Regions from separate parts of the Rattus norvegicus genome. Here region 2 is linked to region 1. The links are chromatin contacts, called in public Hi-C maps. All regions are on one chromosome and are shown on one strand. The core of a region is the stretch at or near the end of the contact, and the rest is flanking DNA. Distances in the headings are between cores, read along the strand shown.

The links. A called contact is a pair of places that touch in the nucleus more often than the background predicts.
Region 2: a contact with region 1 is called in a Hi-C map of the Rat2 cell line, with 2.3 times the contacts expected there. The contact joins the enhancer-like site here to the promoter of Mrm3 in region 1. A contact is called at or near these places in 8 of 12 Hi-C or Micro-C datasets (the A7r5 cell line, the Rat2 cell line, Schwann cells and 5 more).

What each region holds. Positions count from the first base shown.
Region 1 is chr10:61,592,479-61,596,000 of GRCr8, forward strand. Mrm3 (mitochondrial rRNA methyltransferase 3) reads left to right here and starts at 1,709. Exons shown (of 4, transcript NM_001108282.1): 1 at 1,709-2,033; 2 at 2,241-2,485. The coding sequence starts at 1,720. Glod4 (glyoxalase domain containing 4) reads right to left here and starts at 1,633. Exons shown (of 9, transcript NM_001014227.1): 1 at 1,509-1,633. The coding sequence starts at 1,598.
Region 2 is chr10:61,655,445-61,658,966 of GRCr8, forward strand. All of the region lies in intron 1 of Nxn (nucleoredoxin), which reads right to left. Among named protein-coding and RNA genes, the nearest start is that of Mrm3, 63 kb to the left of the region's middle. Within about 2 kb of position 1,972, at least 10 of the 93 cell types and tissues checked have an H3K27ac peak or open chromatin away from gene starts, as enhancers often do. A contact at or near this core is called in the A7r5 cell line and Schwann cells, where this site is marked.

The DNA.
Region 1 (3,522 bases), core at 459-2,958:
GATCCCAACCTGAACGTTCTCACATCCCAATCTCTTCATCTAGCCAAATGCACATAAAAATCAGTGTCAATTTCCAAATTCCACTCCACCTATTCAGGCCTCCTTGAATACTTTTCCCCTCTAATCCTGGTCCGTGGAAATGCTCCTTTGCAGGGTTAATTTATGCAAGGTTCTCATGAATTATTTCCTAAGAAACTAGGTTGGTAAATCTCTCCTTTTGTAATTTTAATATAAAAGTAGCTACTACTTTACAGAACACAAACTACCTGTGAATCAGTTACCATCTGTATGGTAGGTAACATGCTTCATCTTCACAACAACCTTCTGATCAATGAAGAAATGGAATAGTGACACCCAGCATTACTAAACTGTTAGGTATAAATCTAATTTGCTACACATGATCTAAATGGGAATACGTACCAGAGTCATTTGTGCTTGTTACCTAACCTTAGCATGGTAACTTCAAACAGCAGGTGTGTGTGTGTGTGTGTGCGTGCGTGTGCGCGCGCGCGCGCTCGCATGCCTGCCACAAGTCAGATTCCCCTGGAGTTCGATTCACAGATGGTTGGGAGCCACTCAACATCGGGAACCCATCTCACACCCTCTGGAAGAAGGGCAATCATTCTTAAAGGTTGAGCCATCTCTCCAGCCCCTACTACAGCAGATATTTCTGACTAATTAATTTGTGTTGACTGACTTGTGCAACTCCCTTTACACTCCTTTCCTTCTGTACCATCTCTAACTAAGCTGGATTTGGACTGCTACAAGTCTGTAAAAAAAAAAAAAAAAAAAATCTGCAGTGGTGTGTTCCCTACCTCCCTGGATGACTAGGAGCACCTCAATAAACCTCTGCTGCACTTTCAGCTAAGTGACCCCCTTAGAATCACAGTTTCTCAAACTGTTTCCAGGTACTAGGAAAGCAACTTGATTCTGATCTCATACTTAAATCTGGGCTGCTTAGAGGAGAGCCACAGATTTACACAGAGAGCCTGAGTACCTACGAAGGAGACCGTTCCAACTTGTCCTGACAGGGCTTGTTCAACTAATGCGATAGTGGAGTGCTTGTTTGGCATGCGAAAGGCCATGGATTCCCCTCCCACAGCCTAAACTTTAAATCCGTAGCCCTGATGGAGGACGAAATTTGCTGATCACATCCAAACGTTTCGAACCAGGGGACCGCTTTGTCGTCAGTTGGAAGAGGCTTTTATAACGTTTTGCCTATCCATGCTCCTCCATTGCAGGCTCCCCAGGCTAGAAGTGTAACAAATATTTGTGAAGGGCGGTAGGTGAACGTGCGTAGATAATTCATCTGGTAGGTCAGCCCCCTCTCAAAGCCTTCCCAACCCGAAAGCGGGGGGCTCGCAAAAGCTGAAAACGCCGGCGTAGCGACCCGGACTCCAGGGCCCGGCGGCTGAGGTGGCCTCACGCCCAAGGCGTCCTCCCTCCCCAGGTGCGGCCCGGCCGCGCATTGAAGTCTCGCGCCAGCCCCGCTCGGCCCCAGTCTGCACCTGCATCCCCAGGACATCTCGAAAGAAATGCACCGTCTGGAAGCGGTTCCCCACTTTGAAAACGAAATGCAGAGCTCGACGAGTGACCATGACTTCCACCACGAAAACCGAGTCCCAGACAGAAGGCCACCCCGCCCACAGGACCAGGAAGACCGTCGAGTGACGTCACTAGCACGCGACCGCGCACTCCGATGATACCTCCAGAGCAAAGATGGCAGCGCCGGCGAAGGGCATGTGGTATTCCCTGGGACCATTGCTGCGGGTGGTCCAGACTCGGGACCTCGACGCTCGGCGCTGGGTCCGGGCGCTGCGGCGAAGCCCGGTGAGAGTGTTGTTTCCCTCGGGACAGGTGGAGGAACGGAAGCGTGCTCCTGATAAGCAGCCCCGCAAGGCGGTCCCTGAGGCCAGTTCCCAGGGACAGCAACAGAAACAACCTCTTGAGACATCCCCATCCCAGACCCCTCACACCTGGGAAGAGGCAGGGCTTCGCTACGATAAGGCCTGTCCCGGGGACAGGAGGCTAAGGTGATGTGTTCTTTACACTTGTCATCTCTTCCCGTAAGCCTTCTTGCCTCACTGTGGAGCTTCTGATTCTTACTGTTTCTACAGTGTAAAATAAATGCCTTCTTTGAGGCTTGTGTTTCCGCCAAGCTCTGCGTGTCTGTTAGAAATACATGTATCCCTACATGACAAGAATGTTGATAACCATCCCCTCTCTGTTTGCACCCACAGCAGTGTGATGACAATAGTTAAGTCCAGGCCTTTTCGGGAAAAGCAAGGGAAGATCCTACTGGAAGGTCGCAGGCTGATTGCAGATGCTCTCAAGGCTGGAGCTGTGCCAAAAATGTTCTTTTTTAGCCGACTGGAGTACATCAAGGAGTTGCCAGTAGATAAGCTGAAAGGTGTCAGCCTCATTAAGGTGAAATTTGAGGATATCAAGGATTGGTCGGACCTGGTAACGCCACAAGGAATAATGGGTCAGTGATACACGATGTATCGATATCTAGAATTTCTGTTTCATACAAGTGTAGTATCCTAGACTTTCTTGTTCATACTTGTCTTAAGGTAACAGATTTTATTTGAATCAAGTTTAAATTGTTATTGACTAGTGTCTAAAATGAAATAGGACTTCTCGGGTTAATAGTATTTTTTTTTACTGGCAACTGATTCAGTTTCTCATTCATATTTAATTGTGGGGCTTTTGCTTGTTTTTGACAATTGTAGTTCAGGCAGGCTTAAAACTCTGTATGTAGCTGAGGATAACTACTCACGTTCCTGCTTGCACTTCTTACTGCTGAGAAGGAAACATGGAAAACAAAACAAAACAAACCCAGGCCCAGTTTTTTGTTGTTGTTTCATTTGTTTGTTTGTTTATATAAGCCAGGAGTAATGCAAACCTTTAAAATTCCAGGATTCGGAAGGCAGAGGCAGGCAGATCTCTGTGAGTTTGAGACCAGCCTGGTCTACATAGTGCCTTCCAGGACAGCCAGAGCAAATAGTGAAACCCTTTCTCAGAACAAAGCTTTACTTATTTTGTGCGTAACCATGCATGGGTCAGAAGACACTCTGTGAGAATCAGTTTTCCCTCTCCGCTATGTGAGTCCCGGGCATCCATCTCAGGCATGGCAGCAGGTACAAGTTCACGTTTAGCTGCCTTTCTAGTTCCTCTCTTTCCCCCTAGATACTGCCCTGAAAACTGTGCTTTAGGATGTTTTGTAGAGATTATTAAGTGAGAGGATTTTTCATTAAGGACGCCACTTTGTGTTTTCACTTTTCCCAAGCACCCCAGCCGATTTGTGTGTATTGGATTAGATTGAGGATAGAAGGGTCACGAGGTAAGTGTTACTGTGCTCATTCAAACTTGCCGAGATTCTGACCCTCAGCAAGAGACCTTACAAATGACACGTTCCTCACTACCCCATAACTCCTTCAGTATGAACCCTTGCAGACAATGTCTTCAGTGTAGTATTTCTAGGCAAGGCTGTTGAGAATTTTGATGACTTTGTTTCCTGGG
Region 2 (3,522 bases), core at 722-3,221, 63 kb after region 1:
GCTAAGGTTCAAAAGCATCACTAAGCTTCTGGAAGTTTTGGTCCATTCTGCCCACAATTACTTCTTAATCCCAGTCTGACAGCTTAGTAATAATAGACCAGGGAAACAATGGGGAAGTCTTCTCAGCCAGGGCTGGTCCTGTGTACATGAGTGATTCCAAGAGCACTTTTGAATTTCCTCACAATTTTGGAAATGCACATAGGCAGCTTCACTAGTTTCCCCTTTAATTATTTATTATCATCCTGCAGGAACATCGTGGGATGGGGAGGGCCGAATGGATGCAGATTCCTCTCCCCTCGGTCTTCAGAGGAAACAGTTTGGAGAACAACCTTCTCAGGCTATGTGCTTTCATTTTTAAGCACAGCTATCTTCACAGCCACACATAAGCCACCATCACCGGAGGAGTACACACCTGTCAGGCGTCTGCAGCTCAAGCACGAGAGAGCAGAATGAGGAGATGAGAAAAGGATGGGCAAGACACATCACTTAAAGGGAAGTCTGTAGACCTTTCGGAGAGATCCCAATGCAGGCACTTGCTCTGGGGAAGCTTCTTAGATTGGGGAAAGTGAATGCTGCAATGGTTCAGTTGGAATCGTGTCCCAGCCTGGCCAGCCATCCTAACCCCAGGCTTGTAAATGCCTTTCCGAGCAACAAGCCTCAAAGCATCTGTGGCAGTGTTTGCTCTATTTCCTGGGATATTTGGGGGTGGGGGTATGAGAGAGAGGAATGTGAAGATCTGGACATGCCCATAGAGGTATGTTATGCATGGAATTCTATATGCCATGTGTGCCGGGGGGGCGGGGGAGAGCGAATGAGTTGCGAGCTGTGGTTCTAATACAGAACAAAGGAGGCCTGAAGTAATACCAGCTGCAAGCAGAAGAGCCAGGCATGGCAGAAAGTTCCAGCATTGAGGTGTAGCCTTTCAGCTCTGCTGACAAACACTCCTGGATAGGATACTGAACCATGAGAGACGGGGAGAGAGACAGAAATGAATATGACTGACTGCCCCCTTCATGCCATCTGAGAACCCCACACTGCTTTACCTGTGCTTCTGACTGACTGTCTGTAAAATGGCATTCCCAGAAACCCCTCTTCCTGGGGCACAGTCAACTATTTTGCACCAGTGGGTCACAGAACTCAAGTGGAAGCTTTAAATGCAAGCCAGTCTGTGTGAAACTATGAAGGCAGCATGAGGAAATCAAACATCAACAGGCAAACACAGGGTTAACAGCCTTCATAGGGATGGGGAACTTCGGACAAGAGTTGAGAGGCTCAGACAGACAGTGAACGCTGAGACACTAAACCAGGCGAGCAGGCTCCAGACCTGCATTCCATCCAACCTTCGTTTAGTTCTTCAGGACTTTTCATTCTGGCCACCGCTCACATACCGCGTGTCCCATTCTCTAAACATATTTCATGCCTATCTCTCCTTTCATAGAGAAGGTCCTTGGGTATAGGAAATAAGAGCTGTGTCTTCTGCCATTACGTCTTAGGCCCGGGAATCGATTTCACTGCCTAGGCCTACAGCGGCACCTCCTGCCAGCTGATTATGCCTGTGTTCCTCACTTGAACGGGATAACTCCAGCCCACTGCATATTCTGCATAATCAGAACCACTTCTTTCAATGCTAAACAAGGGCATGGTGACCAGGGTCTGTATTAAAAATTGGCTTTACCCACCATTTCTGGCTTCCATCTACATGTGAAGCTCTGTGCTTAAAGGCTGGGGTCATAAAACAACTGATGCACTGGGCTCGCCCTTATGAAGCCCTGAGCCTGTTGGGAAGAATGTGTGAATAAACCATTAGGACTTGGGAGATTGTAAGCACTATAATACTGTAATAATGCAAGAGGAATCAGTTAATATTCCCGAAATGCCGAGAACAACGTCTGGGGCTTATGAGTCATGCTACGGAGGCACCGTCTATTTTCATTATTAAACTCCTTGCAAGTCAGAGCAATCGAGAAGGAAGCCACAACATCTGATCTGCTTCTGCGGGAATGAGCTGGATTTGATTGGGAGGCAGGAAAGAGAAGGGGGAGGTGTCCGAGTCTGAGCAGGGAGCCCCATGCATTTGGAGAGCTATAAACTTTGAGGACTGTAGAAAAGGGTACTGTCAGAAAGGGCAGGGGAGCTGTGGGAGATGGCAAGGCAGGAGTTGTATGATCTATCCACCTCGACTCTAATTTGTGGCATTGTTGTTAGAAATTACTAGAAAACAAGGTTAGACCTAGCCCAGAAAACTTGAACTGGAGCCTGGGGACACTGTCTGCAGTAAAAGACAGAAATGTCAAAAACTGATCCAGTGGGCAGGCTCAACAGCTAAAGGTGCTTGCTGCTAAATCTGACTACCTGAGTTCTAACCCTAGGACTGGAACAATAGAAAGAGAGAACTGATGCCTGCAAGTTGTCCTCTGACCTCCACACATGTGCTGTGGCATGTGTGTGTACATATACATACAATACAACACACATAAAACAATAAATAAATATAGGGGGTTTTGTTGTTTGATTATTTTGGTTTGTTTGTTTGTTTGTTTTTGAGACAGGGTTTTTCTGTGTAGCCTTGGCTGTCCTAGACCTTACTCTGTAGACCAGACTAGTCTCAGACTCACAGAGATCCACCTGCCTCTGCCTTCTGAGTGCTGAGATTAAAGATACATGCAGGTTTTAAGTTTTTCTTTTTAGAAAAGTAAAAAGAAAGAAAGAGAGAGGGAGAGAGAGAAATAAATAAATAAATAAATAAATAAATAAATAAATAAATAAATCTGGGCAAAGTGGACACCTTTAACCCCAGCATTATGAAGCAGAGGCAGGAGGATTATGAGTTTGAGGCTATCCTGGGTGACACAGTGAGGCCCTGTTTCCAACAATAACAACACAAAACAAAAAGCAAAACTACAGATGTCATGATGAATGTGGCAGCCAGGAGACAACCGCACAGTGGAAGGAAGGTCTCACAGAGAAGGGACATCTGAAGGGCGACTCACTACATCATAACCTCATGGCACTGCCATCTGTTCACACACAGGTGCGAGAGTGGGTGGCATGTGCCAGGAGCCCTGGAGCAGATCAGCAGGCTGAGTATAGGGTGTAAAGGCGAGAGCGGGCGGAGAGCCAGGAAGGCTTGGTGGTGGGAAACGTAAGTCCACGCCAAGAGGTTGGTATTTAAGTTCATCATAGGGAAAGAGGTGTCAAGCAACAGAGCAGACAATGGCACTAGAGAAAGGTCATTTGGGAATAGTGTGTAGGGGTGGGAGCGGAGGTTGGTGGGTGCATTAAGGGACTACTGAATGACCTGGGCCCTGACCTAGTTATGTCAGGAGGAAGGGAGTTGAGAAACAGTGTGGTCTGTAGCTCTGCTAATGCACCAGTGCATCACTGTTATAACCAGGGGCTGGAGACAGGCACTGACTACATTTCCAGGGCCAGGGTTAGATTCCCAGCATCTACACGGCAGCTCACAACCATCTGTAACTCCAGCCCCACAGGATCTAATGCCCTCTCCTGGCCTCCATGGGA